Regions from separate parts of the Gossypium hirsutum genome. Here all the other regions are linked to region 2. Evidence: chromatin contacts called from public Hi-C data. All regions are on one chromosome and are shown on one strand. The core of a region is the stretch at or near the end of the contact, and the rest is flanking DNA. Distances in the headings are between cores, read along the strand shown. Region 1 holds the start of LOC107909741 (protein terminal ear1 homolog). Region 2 holds the start of LOC107907881 (anther-specific protein BCP1). Region 3 holds the start of LOC107909731.

What was found. Hi-C and Micro-C count contacts between places; a contact is called where the count stands out from the background.
Region 1: a contact with region 2 is called in a Hi-C map of leaf, with 2.3 times the contacts expected there. The contact joins the promoter of LOC107909741 here to the promoter of LOC107907881 in region 2. A contact is called at or near these places in 4 of 34 Hi-C or Micro-C datasets (hypocotyl and leaf).
Region 3: a contact with region 2 is called in a Hi-C map of leaf, with 2.2 times the contacts expected there. The contact joins the promoter of LOC107909731 here to the promoter of LOC107907881 in region 2. A contact is called at or near these places in 13 of 34 Hi-C or Micro-C datasets (callus, fibers, hypocotyl and 2 more).

What each region holds. Positions count from the first base shown.
Region 1 is chrD02:58,864,885-58,867,643 of Gossypium_hirsutum_v2.1, reverse strand. LOC107909741 (protein terminal ear1 homolog) reads right to left here and starts at 1,487. Exons shown (of 5, transcript XM_041088901.1): 1 at 457-1,487. The coding sequence starts at 1,189.
Region 2 is chrD02:58,683,033-58,685,827 of Gossypium_hirsutum_v2.1, reverse strand. LOC107907881 (anther-specific protein BCP1) reads right to left here and starts at 1,436. Exons shown (of 1, transcript XM_016835192.2): 1 at 1,119-1,436. The coding sequence starts at 1,436. The coding sequence ends at 1,119. LOC107909738 (actin-related protein 3) reads left to right here. Exons shown (of 9, transcript XM_016837377.2): 9 at 1-430.
Region 3 is chrD02:58,445,134-58,447,993 of Gossypium_hirsutum_v2.1, reverse strand. It overlaps LOC107909731, which reads right to left and starts at 1,267. Exons shown (of 6, transcript XM_041088891.1): 1 at 949-1,267; 2 at 323-390; 3 at 1-224. The coding sequence starts at 1,078.

The DNA.
Region 1 (2,759 bases), core at 238-2,737, 180 kb before region 2:
AGCGGCGGGGGAGGTGGGGGAGAAGATGAGTACTTGGGATTTCTCGTATGGGGATTATATTTATCAGTGAAAGCTGTAAAAGCGTTAATTTTGTTAACGTTGTTATCACTATTGAAGAACTTCCTGCTATATCCTCCGGGTCGACTAAATTCAATTACAACTTGCTTCCCATTAATTTCTTTTCCATTCATTTCTCTCAAAGCCTTAGCTGCATCCCTTACGTCATAAAACTCCACAAACTTTTGGTGTTTCTTCAATGGTGTTTCTCTCAGTTCCTTCACTGGGCCTAAACAACAAACCAGGTTGCAAAATTTTGAACAAAGCATGAAAATATCTTTGACTGCTAATCAAAGTATCAACACCCCCCTTCCCAAGGAGCAAAACAAAATAGATTGAACAACAAAAACCCAAACAAAGCAAGCGAACATAAAAGACAAGAAATGAACCGAAACTTACCATAAGCTTGGAAAATGTCTTTGAGTTGAGAAATTGAAACGGCGGTGTCCAAATTGAACACCACAACAGTTCCTTGATTATTCCCCTCAGGGACAGCATTGCTTGCCGGAATAGTGAAGTGGGCCCAGACAGGCCTCCCGGCTATGAGTCCACGCGCAGAAGGGAGTGGAACACACGCATTGGACACACCTGGTTCGCACCCGGTAGCAGCCGCAGTGTACTGGTCTCGAACCCTGGCTTGCTCTTGCATGTGCTGCTCGCGTATTTCTTTCAACGCTTTCTCCGCATATCTCACGTCGTAGAAATGGACGGTCACGATCCCTTCTCGGACCCTTTCCATCTGGACCCCGCGTACTTCCCCGAACACTTCCAATTCTTTCCTCACCTTTGACTCGCTCACATCGCATGGAACCAACGTCAAAACCAAAGCCCTCGACGCCGCCGCCGTCGGAGGTGGAAGTGGCAGCTGCGGTGCAACCACCATGGACGCCGTAGTGACGAAAGGAGTTGGTGCAGGTACAGCTACAGGTGCATGTAGAGGCAGGGCAGCATGGAACTGCGGTACGCCGCCGCTGCAAAACGGTACCGTTGGAGACGCAGCGTATGGGTAGTAAAGTTGGGGAGGTCTGTAGAGAGGAAATTGGGGTTGGCAAACTACGTTTTGGGCGGGCCAAAATTCTTGTGCTGACGGGTCAAGGTTTCCAGGGAACCGGACTGTACCGGTTTCCCCCATGGCTGTTTCAGGGCGGAGAACCGGTAGTCCACCACTCAAAGGAAAAAAAAAAAGCTTTTCTTCAACTAGATAAAAAGGAGCCGAGAAAGTATATTTATGAGAAAGCTGTTCTCTTTTATCTGAGTTCAGCTTGGGAAATTAAAAGCCCAAGAAAACATTTTCTTTGTTTGTATTGTTGTCGTTTTCCATGTCCAAGAAAAACTCATTAAAGTTGGTAGTCGAAGTGTAAGTAAAAACGAAAAGGAGAGAATGGATTGGGAGGGTTTTGGGGTTTTTCTCCCTTTCCTTTTCGCTATATACTCGGTTTCCAGGAAACAAGAAAAGGTTGCCAAAAGTGTCGTTGTCTCCCGAATTGCCACCTCATGGGAAAGATGATGAGTTTTTTTAGAGTGAATAAAACCCCTTACTTTCTGGGTTTTTGTTTTTGGATTTTGATCATGATCCTTGTAGTGATTCCGGGGTTGATTAAGAATTTGGACCGTACACGTGGCCAAACAAATGAAATGTGTGGTGCGGGTTGAGTAATATTAAGCATTGCTGCATGTGAGTATTACTTTTTTTCTTTTCATCTTTAGTATTTTTGACTAATCAGAGAGTCAGACTCGGACAGACTAATCGCTTCGCCTCCTCTGCTTTTATTTTGAGCACAGTGCAGTGCACCCTCATTTATTCTTTTACATCCGCATCTATGTATTATTCTTCCGATAATTAATTGAATTGAGATATCCAATTATTAGGAAATTTTTTTATCATTCAATTATTAAAAGTTATAAAATAATTATTTAATTATTTAATTTTTTTTCAATCATCGGTTGATAAATGATTATTGAGAAGTTGACGTGTAATTTTTAAAATTAGCATAATAACAATTTAAACCCTTAACGTTTATATATTATGTCAATTTAGTCTTAATTTTAAAAATTAAACCCTTAACATTTACACATTATTCTTCCATAAAACATCACCTTGTTAATGTAGATGCCTATTCTTCCTCCTTTGGTATATAAATGTACAAGTACATTAATTATTTTAATGTGATACAGTTAATCCAAAGAGATTAATTAGTCATTAAAGATGCATAATTTGGTTAATGTACCTACTAAAATTCAATATATGTACTTTAAAGATATATGATTTTAGTCAATGTACCTATTAATGTCTAAGAATATAGTACATGACTTTGGTCAACATAGTTGTTGAAGGGATTTTTCACCTATTAATAAGAAGTTGTGAGTCACTCTTAGCATGTTTAGTATTTGGCTTAGGCTGTTTATGCTCAATTTTAACCCTAAACTTTGTCTCTTGCCTCCATCAAAATTTTGTGTCGAGTTCATGAAAGGAAAGCACCTTTACCCATCATGCAAATTTCACATTTTGTGTTTGGTGAGATTTGAACCCATGTCCTATAGCATATATGGGTTGAATTGGTAGGATGGGTACCACGTCTCCCCAAGAGATTGAAAATCCCCTCAATAATATTTTATGTACCCATAAAGGCCACAAATTCCAACATTCTCTCACTTTGCCAAATGGTCAAATAAGTCTTTTTTGATGTAGGCACTTTGATTAC
Region 2 (2,795 bases), core at 187-2,686:
AAAGCATTATCTGATAATGCTCAAGTGCGTAACTTGCTATTTCCACTTTCATCTTGCACATCAAGTTAATTCCCTCATTCCGGCTTTGCTTGGTGCTTGTGTGTATTTGCTGTAAGAGGTGGTATAAAACATGGTAACCAGTCTCAATTGCAGTGGTTAAGAAAGAGAAGTTCATTTTTTAATTTGGAGTTAAAAAGGGTCCTCACAGTCGCCTAGGAATATCAGATATAAATCTGAGGAGCTGAATTCCATTTACAATGTTTAGCTTACTTAGGGATGTGATAGAGATTTTACAAAGTTTAGGTACATTTTCTGTTATAAAGCAAAATTGGAGTAGTAATTTTGATCTAAGAAATTTATTTTCTGACATTCTTGTAATTGATATTAGTCCTTCGTTTGGTATAATAATATTAATCGAGATGTTAGCAAATATGGTATATGTGTACTGTGCGAAGCAGTCAATGTGCAGACTAGGTACAATAATGATGTTTTCATCCTTTTCTGAATATGGGATTTATATCCTTCCCATTTTCCAAGTTTATTGTCTTTGTTGCATGCTAAGAAACATTATTATATTGGTGAATGTGTTTGTCATGAAATCAAAAGCTCAAAAACACTATCTAAGGGAGCCATGATTGGTTTTTGAGCTTTACTGGACCCTAAAACGAGGAACACTTGTTAAAAACCAAAGATTTAATTATTTCTACTTTCGATTTGCTGTTTCTAACCCCAATGCTTTTGCTTGAATTGTTAACCAAAGTAGGGCTTATTATTTTATAACTAGTGCTTGTTTCTTAATAAAAATGTCATATTTTATATAGATTATAAAGGGGATTGAGATTTTATGCTTATGGTAACGAATATTACATGGACTAATCAATTATTATTATTTTACTATATTTTAAATGAAAAATGTGAACCTTATTTTTGAAATCCAAAAATTCATATAAGTTTCCTATTTATGTATATATATTCATTAGTTTTATTCATAAACAAATACAAGCAGCTGCCTTTGCAAACCTCAATTTTACCAGACTATGAAATTAAAGTAGACGTACAAATTATGGTTAATAAGACCCTTTTTCGAGGTTTACTACTTGGATTGAGACGAAGCTAATTTAGAAGACGAAGTAGGTAGCAATGGCAGCTGCCCCAGTGAGAGCAGCCGCCCCAACGGCAGAGACACCTGTGGTGGTTGCATCACTAGAAGGAGCAGGAGCCATGCTTTTAGCTTCCTGCTCACTGCCAAGAGGGGCAGCAACAGCGTCATTAGAAGCACCGGGGGAGGATGCACCTGCTCCATCATCAGTGTTGCCGATGGTATCATCATCGGGTACTGGGACTGCAGATGGTGCTTTAGAAGCTGTATTGGCGGCGGAAACCAACCCGACAAGAGCTATAAAGACCAAAGCAAGAACAAAGCTTTGGCGTGCCATTATTGATATTGGTGGGGTACGTGAGAAGGAAGAGAACAAGAAGCAGTAATTAAAAAGAAATGGGGTGATGTTGTTCTCTAAGGGTTGGTTATATGAATGGAAAATTTATACCCGCACAATTACGGAGGAGGAGTGGGAGAGGTTTATAAAGCCTTCAATTTGGCCAAAAATAGGGCAATGCTTCAACGCAAAGCACGGCTTCCTAGTTCACATCCATTTCCGATGATTCTGGAAAACCATGCATATTTTGTTGCGCTACACCTTGTTTTTATTAATTAAATCATTTTCTTTCATTTTTTCCATTTCATTTCATTACCCAATGTCTTATGACTTAATAAACACTGATATCATTATCCTACGAGGGAAATTTATTTAAAAAAAAAATAAATTATTTCAAAATCATAATAATTTGTGACTATGATAGTATTACTAACAATACGGAATGTTATCATAAGATATGAATCTCATATTTAGGGGCGAATCTAGGGGGTTGGCAGGGATCCTGGCCCCTTAAAATGAAAAATGGAGAAAGATTTCTATTTTGGCCTTTTAAAGTTTTAAAAATTTTAAATTGATAAAGATAAAATTACACTTTGGCTTCCCTAAAAATAATAAATTTTTTATTTAATTCTTTAACAATTATATTTTTACTATCATAAAAATTATAATTTAATTTCGTCCCCTAAAAAGGTTTTCTAGCTTTGCCCTGTACATCTTGTTTGAATTAATCAACTCATTAATTTGATTTATGTGAAGGTTAGATTTAATGTTGCAATATGGGTTTCAACAACAACAAATTTTTATTTATTTATTAAATTATATATTTATATTAAATGTTTTGTATTTCAAAATAGATAACAAATATAAGGTTTAATTGTAAAAAACAACCAAATAAATTTGCACAAAATCTTTGATAAGAAAGTCACTGTTTTTGAAAACTTTGAAATGTTTGAATTTCACAAGGACTTATCACCATTTTAATTAGGGCTTAATAACTAATCGATTGAGGATCATTCAGATTTAACATACAAGCTGATAAGATAAATGTTATTTAAGTTTGAATTATATATATGAATTAAAGTTGTCGACTAGCTTACTTAGGTATGAGGTTTGAATGCTTTATTTTGTTCGTAGGATATTTTTTCTTGGGTAGTTTGTCCTTGGTCGGAGAGGTTTCTTACTCACACTTTGAGTAGAGTGAGTGTAAATAATTGTACATGAATGAGGTTGCTTTTACCTTGTGTTAAATAGTTAGGATTTTAATCATTGGATACAAAATTATTTAGTAAATTCATTCCATAGAGGTAGGTTTATTAGACCTTTCGACATGTCAATTATTGTTTTTGGTGAGCAAAATTA
Region 3 (2,860 bases), core at 18-2,517, 240 kb after region 2:
TCAACAGGTAGAAGATCAACAACATCAACCGAATAATTATTAATTCCGGTACCGAAGCAGGATACAATGTTGCCAGCATCAGGTTCAATGGAATTATGATTTTCCCTATGCTCTTTAGCACTCGAGGCATCAACCAAAAGAAACCAACTCCTGCTCACTCCACCAAAAGCACTTTTCACAAACATGGAATCAGAAAGGTGATAAAGAAATCCTTTGCGCTTTACCTATTCATGTTAACAAAGCCATGTCAATGTAAACTTTAAATCAACAATAAGACATCCTTAACAAGTAGCATCATAACAGTACAAGATACAGCAACAACCTTTAACGCATTAATCTTTATCTCCCCAATGTTGGGAAAGCACAACGGGTGTTCATACAGTATCTTTTCTGCAAATCAGCAGCACATAGATATTACTAACTAAAACAGAACTTTACATCACTTGATCTTAAAGATGAAGTTGATACGCCAGTTACTAAAAGTTGATAAACTAAATTAAGATCAAAATATGTTAGACGACTAGAACCAGTGACTATTTTTGAGAATGATAAAGCACAAGGAGAAATAATACATAACTTCCATAACATAACTATATCTACATTCTACATATCAAAACAATGCACCATTTCTTCCTGTTCAAGCATTCTAGAGGAATTCTCAATGGCTACAACAACTTCAGCACTTCAATTCACCCAATTTTAGGTTAATTACAGGGGAAATTTTAGATTTCCTATTCAAGTTCTGATCCTTGAGGTCTCAAATGGATGAACACTCTGAACTGGTATTGAAAAATAAACAAAGTCTAACCCATAACGTTGCTTTAGTACTTTAAAGAAGATAAATTTGTATCCTCCAAAAGCAAAGAATGAAAATTTACTTAAAAAGACAAATGGTAAACCAAAACACCAAGAAATCAAAGATGAGAGGGGAAAGGGAGAAAGTCATACTTTTAAGATCGGAAACGGTTTCGGAGTCGGAGACGATCATGGCGAGGTGAGTATCAAGGTTGGTATCAATGAAAATACTGTGGTAGACATCGGAACAACCGCAACCGGAGGTGGAATCCGGCTTTTCCATTTCCTTTTTCAAAGGAAGACGGCGACCTAGAACCGGGGAAAAAAGGGTTTCGAGTTTTAAGTAGAAAAGGAAAAGGAAAAGGAAGTAGAGTTTTGCGGAATGAGGGGGGTTTTGTTAGTGTGGAAGACGAACAGACTTTGGCCTAAATGGCGGCATGCGAAACAAACTAACTAGAACATGTTGAAGCCTGTCTTGTCCTTTAAAACTGAAGTAGTGAGAATGGGCCTGTTTTTATATTTGAGTTCCAGATTAGTAAACTTAACCCATATAAATAGGAACTGGGTTAGGCTTCACCTAATCTCCATTTTTTTATGATTATTGGATATATCATAGTGAGAATTTTTTTTTTATTTTTTTTACACTTGAATACCTTGTCGTGTTATTTAATAAATATAATGTATTTTTAATTTTAAATTGATTATATTTTTAATCATTTACCTTAAATATATTTCAATACCAATTATATTAAAGATAATAAAAATACTAATTTTCATATTTTGTTTTTAATTATAAAAATTCACCTTCCCCATTTTTCTAAATACTTGGGTAAATATAATCTTATATAAATAACAAAAGTCAAAGTTTCTCACTGAAAAAGTAATATTCTCTTGACCTTTTTTGAAGAATTATTTGATTGTTTTTAAAAAAAATTATTAATTGCGTAAAAATTTAAATCTTCCTAAAATCGTGAGAAATTACTTTTACCTTTTTTTTTATTTCTTATATAACCGAAGCTGACAAAAATCCGATATGGATAGTCTACACTTTCGACATCTGTATAACTTTATATAAATAACATGTGTTTTCTATTTAATATTTTTAATTTTATGAAAATTAGTTTAAAAATCTTATTCATTTACTTTAATAATTTATATTTTACTTTATTACAGTATGTTACATAAAAAATTAATTTAAATAATTCTTTCCTATAATAATTTTATGGGTTAACTACATAAGTAGTCACTTTATTCAATTTTTTTTTCTTTTTGCCACTGAATTATAAAAATTTACGTTTTGGTTACTATTATTATCAAGTTATAAAGTTTTGGTCACTCGTTCGTTAGTGAGGGTTACATCCTTAACGAAAAAGTTACATGGCATATTAATCTAAAGGTTAATATCTAATTTAACCCTTAAACTATAGCTAAAACATTTAATTTAGTCCTTTTACAACTTTTTTTTTAATGATGATTCTAAAAATTTATCAAAAATATCTTTAAAAAATTCTGAAATTTCATTATTTATTTTTTGAAATTAAAAATATGTTTTTTAAAACTTATAATAAAGTAAAAAATCTTAAAAATAATCAAAATATCCTTTAAAATATCATAAATTCCAAATTTTATTTAAAAATTAAAAATATCAAAAAAATATTTAAAAATTCTAAAAATTCATTTTTTTAAAAATATTTTTAAAATATAATTATGTAAAAAAATTAAAATTAATAAAATATATAACTAGAAAACGAACTTCTTCATCATTATCATCAAGAGTTCCTTTTGGAAGCTGGCTTTCAATGGAATTTAGTCTTGGTTCAGATTTAGGTGGAAGAGATAGTGGCGGTGCTGGTTCATCGGCAGGAGGTGGCTCCGCTACGGTTAGTTGATATGGAAGGGATGTTGTCGAGTATCTGACAGTAGCAGATATGGCTGATGTAATGTTTAATTCAGGTAGCAGCAGCAATAGCATGTAATTTGTTTTTCCATGTGCGGAAGACAAATGGGAGGCTGCAGGTGGCGGTGTGAGGCAGCGCGGAGGAGATGAAATATTTGCTAAAGCTTA